2 separate regions of the Sus scrofa genome follow, and region 1 is linked to region 2. A link is a contact called in public HiChIP or PLAC-seq data. All regions are on one chromosome and are shown on one strand. The core of a region is the stretch at or near the end of the contact, and the rest is flanking DNA. Distances in the headings are between cores, read along the strand shown. Region 1 overlaps CRTAM (cytotoxic and regulatory T-cell molecule). Region 2 has its middle 83 kb from the start of UBASH3B.

The links. HiChIP or PLAC-seq counts read pairs in DNA pulled down with a chosen protein or histone mark.
Region 1: a contact with region 2 is called in an H3K27ac HiChIP or PLAC-seq map of alveolar macrophages. The contact joins two enhancer-like sites. A contact is called at or near these places in 12 of 47 Hi-C or Micro-C datasets (alveolar macrophages, brain, embryonic fibroblasts and 9 more) and 1 of 2 datasets of contacts at active chromatin or transcription factors (alveolar macrophages).

What each region holds. Positions count from the first base shown.
Region 1 is chr9:49,802,643-49,805,342 of Sscrofa11.1, forward strand. CRTAM (cytotoxic and regulatory T-cell molecule) reads left to right here. Exons shown (of 10, transcript XM_021063022.1): 7 at 1,115-1,198. Among named protein-coding and RNA genes, the nearest start is that of CRTAM, 22 kb to the left of the region's middle. Within about 2 kb of position 1,404, at least 1 of the 83 cell types and tissues checked has an H3K27ac peak or open chromatin away from gene starts, as enhancers often do. A contact at or near this core is called in alveolar macrophages, where this site is marked.
Region 2 is chr9:49,546,335-49,549,034 of Sscrofa11.1, forward strand. No RefSeq gene overlaps it. Among named protein-coding and RNA genes, the nearest start is that of UBASH3B, 83 kb to the right of the region's middle. Within about 2 kb of position 1,302, at least 12 of the 83 cell types and tissues checked have an H3K27ac peak or open chromatin away from gene starts, as enhancers often do. A contact at or near this core is called in alveolar macrophages, where this site is marked.

The DNA.
Region 1 (2,700 bases), core at 154-2,653, 260 kb after region 2:
ATAACATAAGGTTTAAGAAATAGTTTTTAAAATCCCTTTTGGCATTCAATCTCTATGGTTTTATTACTGTTAATAACCCATTTTCAATAGAAGAATGGGTGGTTTCATTCCCCTTGGGGTCCCCATTGTGGCGCTGTGCAATGGGCCGAAAACTAAGAGACTGCAGGGAGGGGAAAAGCCCACAGAAAAGAGGGAATAGGAACCACAAAACCAGGAAAATAGATCTCTTATTTTCATAATTTCCCTTACCTAGCAAAGTCATCATAGTGCACCCCACTTCTAAGGGGGAAAGCAAGTATGGATTTGAAAGACAACTGAGCCAATTTTCAACATAAACATCATGGCTTTGAGCATTTCAGAGAGTAGGTTTTCTGTCCATGAGGCTTGGGATGCCATTCTTCAGTTCATCGTCAAACTCTCTCGACTAACAAGCCTGACTCAGGAAGGAAGTGTAAAATAACATTTCAATTTTGCGTTCTGAGATTCAATACTGGCTCTGTCACTTAGTTGCTATAGGACTTTAGACAATTTTCCGAACTTCTCCAAACCTGTTTGCTCAGAGAATAATACATACCAAATGGTGAGTCTAAGGCCTGGCATAGAGTATGTGTCCAATAAACATTTACCTTTAGGAGCTCCCATCATGGTGCAGTGGAAACAAATCCGACTAGGAACCATGAGGTTGCGGGTTCGATCCCTGGCCTCGCTCAGTGGGTTAAGGATCTGGCGTTGCCATGAGCTGTGGTGTAGGTTGCAGACGCAACTCGGATCTGGCGTTGCTGTGGCTGGTGGCATAGGCTGGCAGCTACAGCTCTGATTTGACCCCTAGCCTGGAAACTGCCGTATGCCCCAGGTGGGGCCCTAAAAGGACAAAACAACAACAACAACAAACATTTACCTTTAAAATAAATAAATAAATAAATAAGGTAAAGTGAACCTAACCATTTGCAACTATTTTTGGACAAAGTCAGTAGTTCAAAAATGACCTTGCTTTGTTTTTTAATGAGGATCATTTAATTTGGTTTCCAAAGATGCTTTGCTATATTTGCACACATACATAACATACAACATGGTCATATATATATACATATAACATGTCTTATTTTCACATTAGTTGCAGTAGTGGAAGAGTCTAGGACATCAGAGATTGACAAGGAAGAGGAAGAACAAACCACTCAAGGCTCTTACTTCATCACTGGTAAGTGTCCCCACCACTTATTTATCTAGAATAAACAGTTGACATTTTAACCTCTTAATCAATACATCCAGTAGCCTTTTTAGGTCCTCATTTTTCTTGATCTTTCTATTGGTTAATCACTCCCTTGTTCCCTTAGTTGTCTCCCTGGCTTCCTGGACATACTCTGCCTGGTCCTGCTACTTTTGCTGACCACGCTTCTTGTATCCACTAACTAACTTCCCTTCCTCCTCCGGCTTCTTCCATGTAGATTGGATTTTACTTCCCTATCCTCAGTCATTGCCTTAATTTTTCTTTTTCTTCTTCTTCTTCTTTTTTTTTTTTTTTTTTAGGACTGAAGCTAGGACATATGAGAGTTCCCATGCTAGACAGCCAATTGGAGCTGCATGTGTGACCTATGCCACAGCTTGGGGCAACACCAGATCCTTAATCCACTGAGCCTGGCCAGGGATCAAACCCACATGCTCGTGGACACTGTCAGATTCTTAACCCACTGAGCCAAAATGGGAACTCCTATTTCCTTAAATTTTCTTTTGCGTAATTAGGGCCACACGTGTGGACTATGTAGCATATGTCCCAGGCTAGGGGGCGAATCAGAGCTGCATCTGCCGGCCTACACCACAGCCACAGCAATGCAGGATCCAAGCCGTATCTGTGACCTATACCACAGCTCATGGCAATGCTGGATCCTTAACCTACGGAGGGAGGCCAAGGATCAAACTCACATCCTCAAGGCTACCAGTTGGGCTCATCACCACTGAGCCACAATAGGACTTCCCTTCCTTGATTCTTAAAGAGTTTCCTCATCCCCAAGATTGTCTGTGTGGCACCCGGCAGATTTCCATACCTGTATTTGTAGGACATTCTCCTGGGCGTTAGTCCTGTTTCATTCCATTTCCCAAACATCTCTGGCTGAACTTCCTGCCATCTCCTCAAACTCAACGTGGCTTAAAATGAAATAGCACCATTTCCCACAAAATCAGCCTGTCCAAAGCATCACACTCAAACCTTTGGTGTCGTCTTCTCTCTTGTATATGTGTGTGAGTGTATAGATACACACATATAAAATCAGTAGGTTTCTAAGGACTCTCCAGTCTTCTCTTTTAGGTATTTTGTCCACTATCTCTGCCACTTCCCTGATCCAGACTCTCATCACGTCCTGCATGAAGTGCTGTAACTTTCGTTTCTCCTCTGGTCCATTTTCAGCACCTTCCTCTCAAAGCAGCCTTCTGCAGTCTTGACGCCTATGTCCACAGAACCTCTTTGGCTCACAGTCTACAACACAGAGCCTGAGCCTTAAACCCTTCATGAGGTCCACGCTACCATCCATCAGTGCTGTCCTGTCTCTATAAAGTCCTGACCAGATTACACATATTTTTCCAAAAACACCCCATTTTGATTGCCCTGCCCGTTTGCCCTAACTGCCCCGATGAAAGGAAAGTCCACGCCCCTCCTCTCCTCACCCCTCCTTCAAGGCCAATATCCTTACTGAAAACTTTCCTGAC
Region 2 (2,700 bases), core at 52-2,551:
GGGAACCTCCATATGCCACAGTGCGACCCTAAAAAAGACAAAAAAAAAAAAAAAGGCTGCCCTTTTATTTTTCTGAAACTCTTTGTGAATTATTGTCCTTCAAGATAATGGTAACCACAGATGTTGGATTTTTTTAAAATATTGCTTAGCAAAATAAAAAAAAAGTTGCAACCATGATCTGACTTTATTTATTCGAGATTCTTCTGGGATTTTTTGTTTGCCTTGTTTTTCTTATTTTGTAATTCATAAAAATCTAAAAGTCTGGAAACTATGTATGGAGTTTACAAACGTCAGGTGCCACTTTGTCCACCAGATGGCAGAGCAGCTCTACACTTGGCTTCGCAAGGCTCCACCTTCTGCTGCCTCTGCCCATTCTCCCTAGGCAAAAATCACCCGTTCATCTTTCAAAAAATATCTTGTTTCCTCTTTTTAGAATCTTCCCGCAAGGAGTATTTTGAACAGAGGTATTTTACATTTCAGCCTAGAAATGAACTTCCCCCATGGTGTTGTGTTTAGGCTTGCCATCTTTTAAAAAATATTATTCATTATAAATCTCTATTAATAAAACAAAGACCTAACCTAGCTGATGATGTTAGGAAAAGAGGGGACATAATTGATCCTAAATATTTATCCTTCTCCCTTCTAACTCCAACCCCCACCAGCAACCCCCCCTCCACACACACACACCTGAAGCTCAGGACAGGGACGCTCGGGGAGGGAGGGAAGGAGGAAAATGTAGTTGGTGTAATGGAATGGAATCTGATACCTTAGGTCCAGGAAAATAGAGCCACTAACTAGAAACAAAGAGGAGCGCCATACTGCCACCCAGTGGTGTGTGCGAGCTGATTCTTTGTAGATTTTTGCAGACAAGACCTTTCTGTTTATGTAACACACCTGAGGACTTTACACGACACTTTATTACACCGATCTTCTGGCCCCACCAGTACCTGATAGGGTCAGGCCTGCCGGAACCTAGCAGTCAGTGTATCGGCAGACCTTTGACTTCCGGTTACTGGCTTGCCCAAATGGTAGGTCCGTGAGGACCTAAATAGTCTCTGCTGCCTTGCAGATCCAGTGACTATCACAGCGGACTATTTGTGCACCCTTAGAGCCAAAGCACTACCCTAAGGCTTCACTGTTATCTGAGCAAGAGACTCAGCCATCGCATGTGGTCAACTTTCTTTAAAATCCCCCATTTCAAAAATCTGAGTAAATCTTGGATTCTCCCCCCAATGCTTTGTCGTAGGAGGAACTGACTGGCTGTCTAAAAAGGCCCACGTCTTCCTGAGAACATCTTGCTAAAGTCATCACTTCCTTGTCCTAGGCCAAGACCACAGAGCCTAGGAAAGAACTCAGGGACATCTGTGGGTGCAGAGGATGGAAAAAAACAGTATCATTTTTTTCCCTATTTCAGTTTGGCCTGAGGGACTATTCAGAATACCCAGGGTCAGCCCTGTCTTCCTCATTCCCTCCCGCCCCCCTTCCTTCCTTCCTTCCTTCCTTCTGCGTTTTACTTTCACTTCCCAAATCACCCCTCTACTACACTTTGGGATTGAACAGATTGGGGTTCAAATTCAGACCACCTCCCTTGCTAGCCAGGTGACATTTTAATGTTTCTTGATCTTGTTTCCCATCCCTTAAAAGAGGATAATGGAACCTCACCAGTGCCCTCGTGTGGGCCTTCATCCCCTTTCCTTAAAAAACATCCTCATGCTTCCAAATTCCACGCTCTGTTCCTACCTTCCCATCCAAACTCAATTTCCTTCAGTGTCAGGCTACATCAGATTCTGAGAAAGCACCCTAAAGGAATTAATGTATGATAATGTGAAAAGGACGAATAATAGCCTCTCCCTCTCAGATCCTAGAGTTAAATAAGCCTCTGTCAGAATTGCAGAACTTCCAAATGATTAGATGTGAGTTCGAGGTCATCTGGTTCAAATCCCATATTCTCCAAATGATGCAACTGTATCCTGGAGACATCAGGTAGATGGTCCAGAGTATCTCCTAGAAGAGCACAGACTGGGACACAGTAGACACAGTGTACTGACCTCTGCCCAGATTCCTTCCAATATCCTACACTGCCTCTGGGAGTCTATTCCTGCCTCTCCTCCTGGGCCTCTTCCCGTTGTCAGCTTCAGAACCCGTTAGTACCATTCTCCTCCCCTCTCCTCTCTTCCTAATTATCACTGTTGCCGGTGGCTGATGTAAAGACCTCATTCACATTATCCCGAACTCAATGTTCAGTATTCCTTAGGGAACGGCCCTAAGCTCCACATGCACGATAATTTAGAATGGAGTTGTTTTGGGAGAACAAGTAGAAGAAATTTCTGGAAGTGAGAAAACTACATGAGCAAAGGCAGGCAGGTGTGGAGCCTTTATATCAGTGACTATAAGACAGTACAAATGACATAAATACAAACTGAAAGGCCACAGATCAGACCTAAATTTCAACTGGGAGGATGACAACATCTGTGAGCAGAAGGGGACCAAGGGGAAATGATGCGGTTCACATTCAGCTGCTGCATCTATTAGGGGGAAAAAATCAGAAAGTTGGGCAGCAAGTGGGAAGGAAGATTCTGTGCAGAGAAGTAAAAGTGATGGGAGAACACAGCTCTATAAGGCTTGGTCCGCTCTGCTGGCCATTTCCCATCCTCACAGCCCCAGGGAGCCTTATAAAATGTGAACACTCAGGACTTTTTG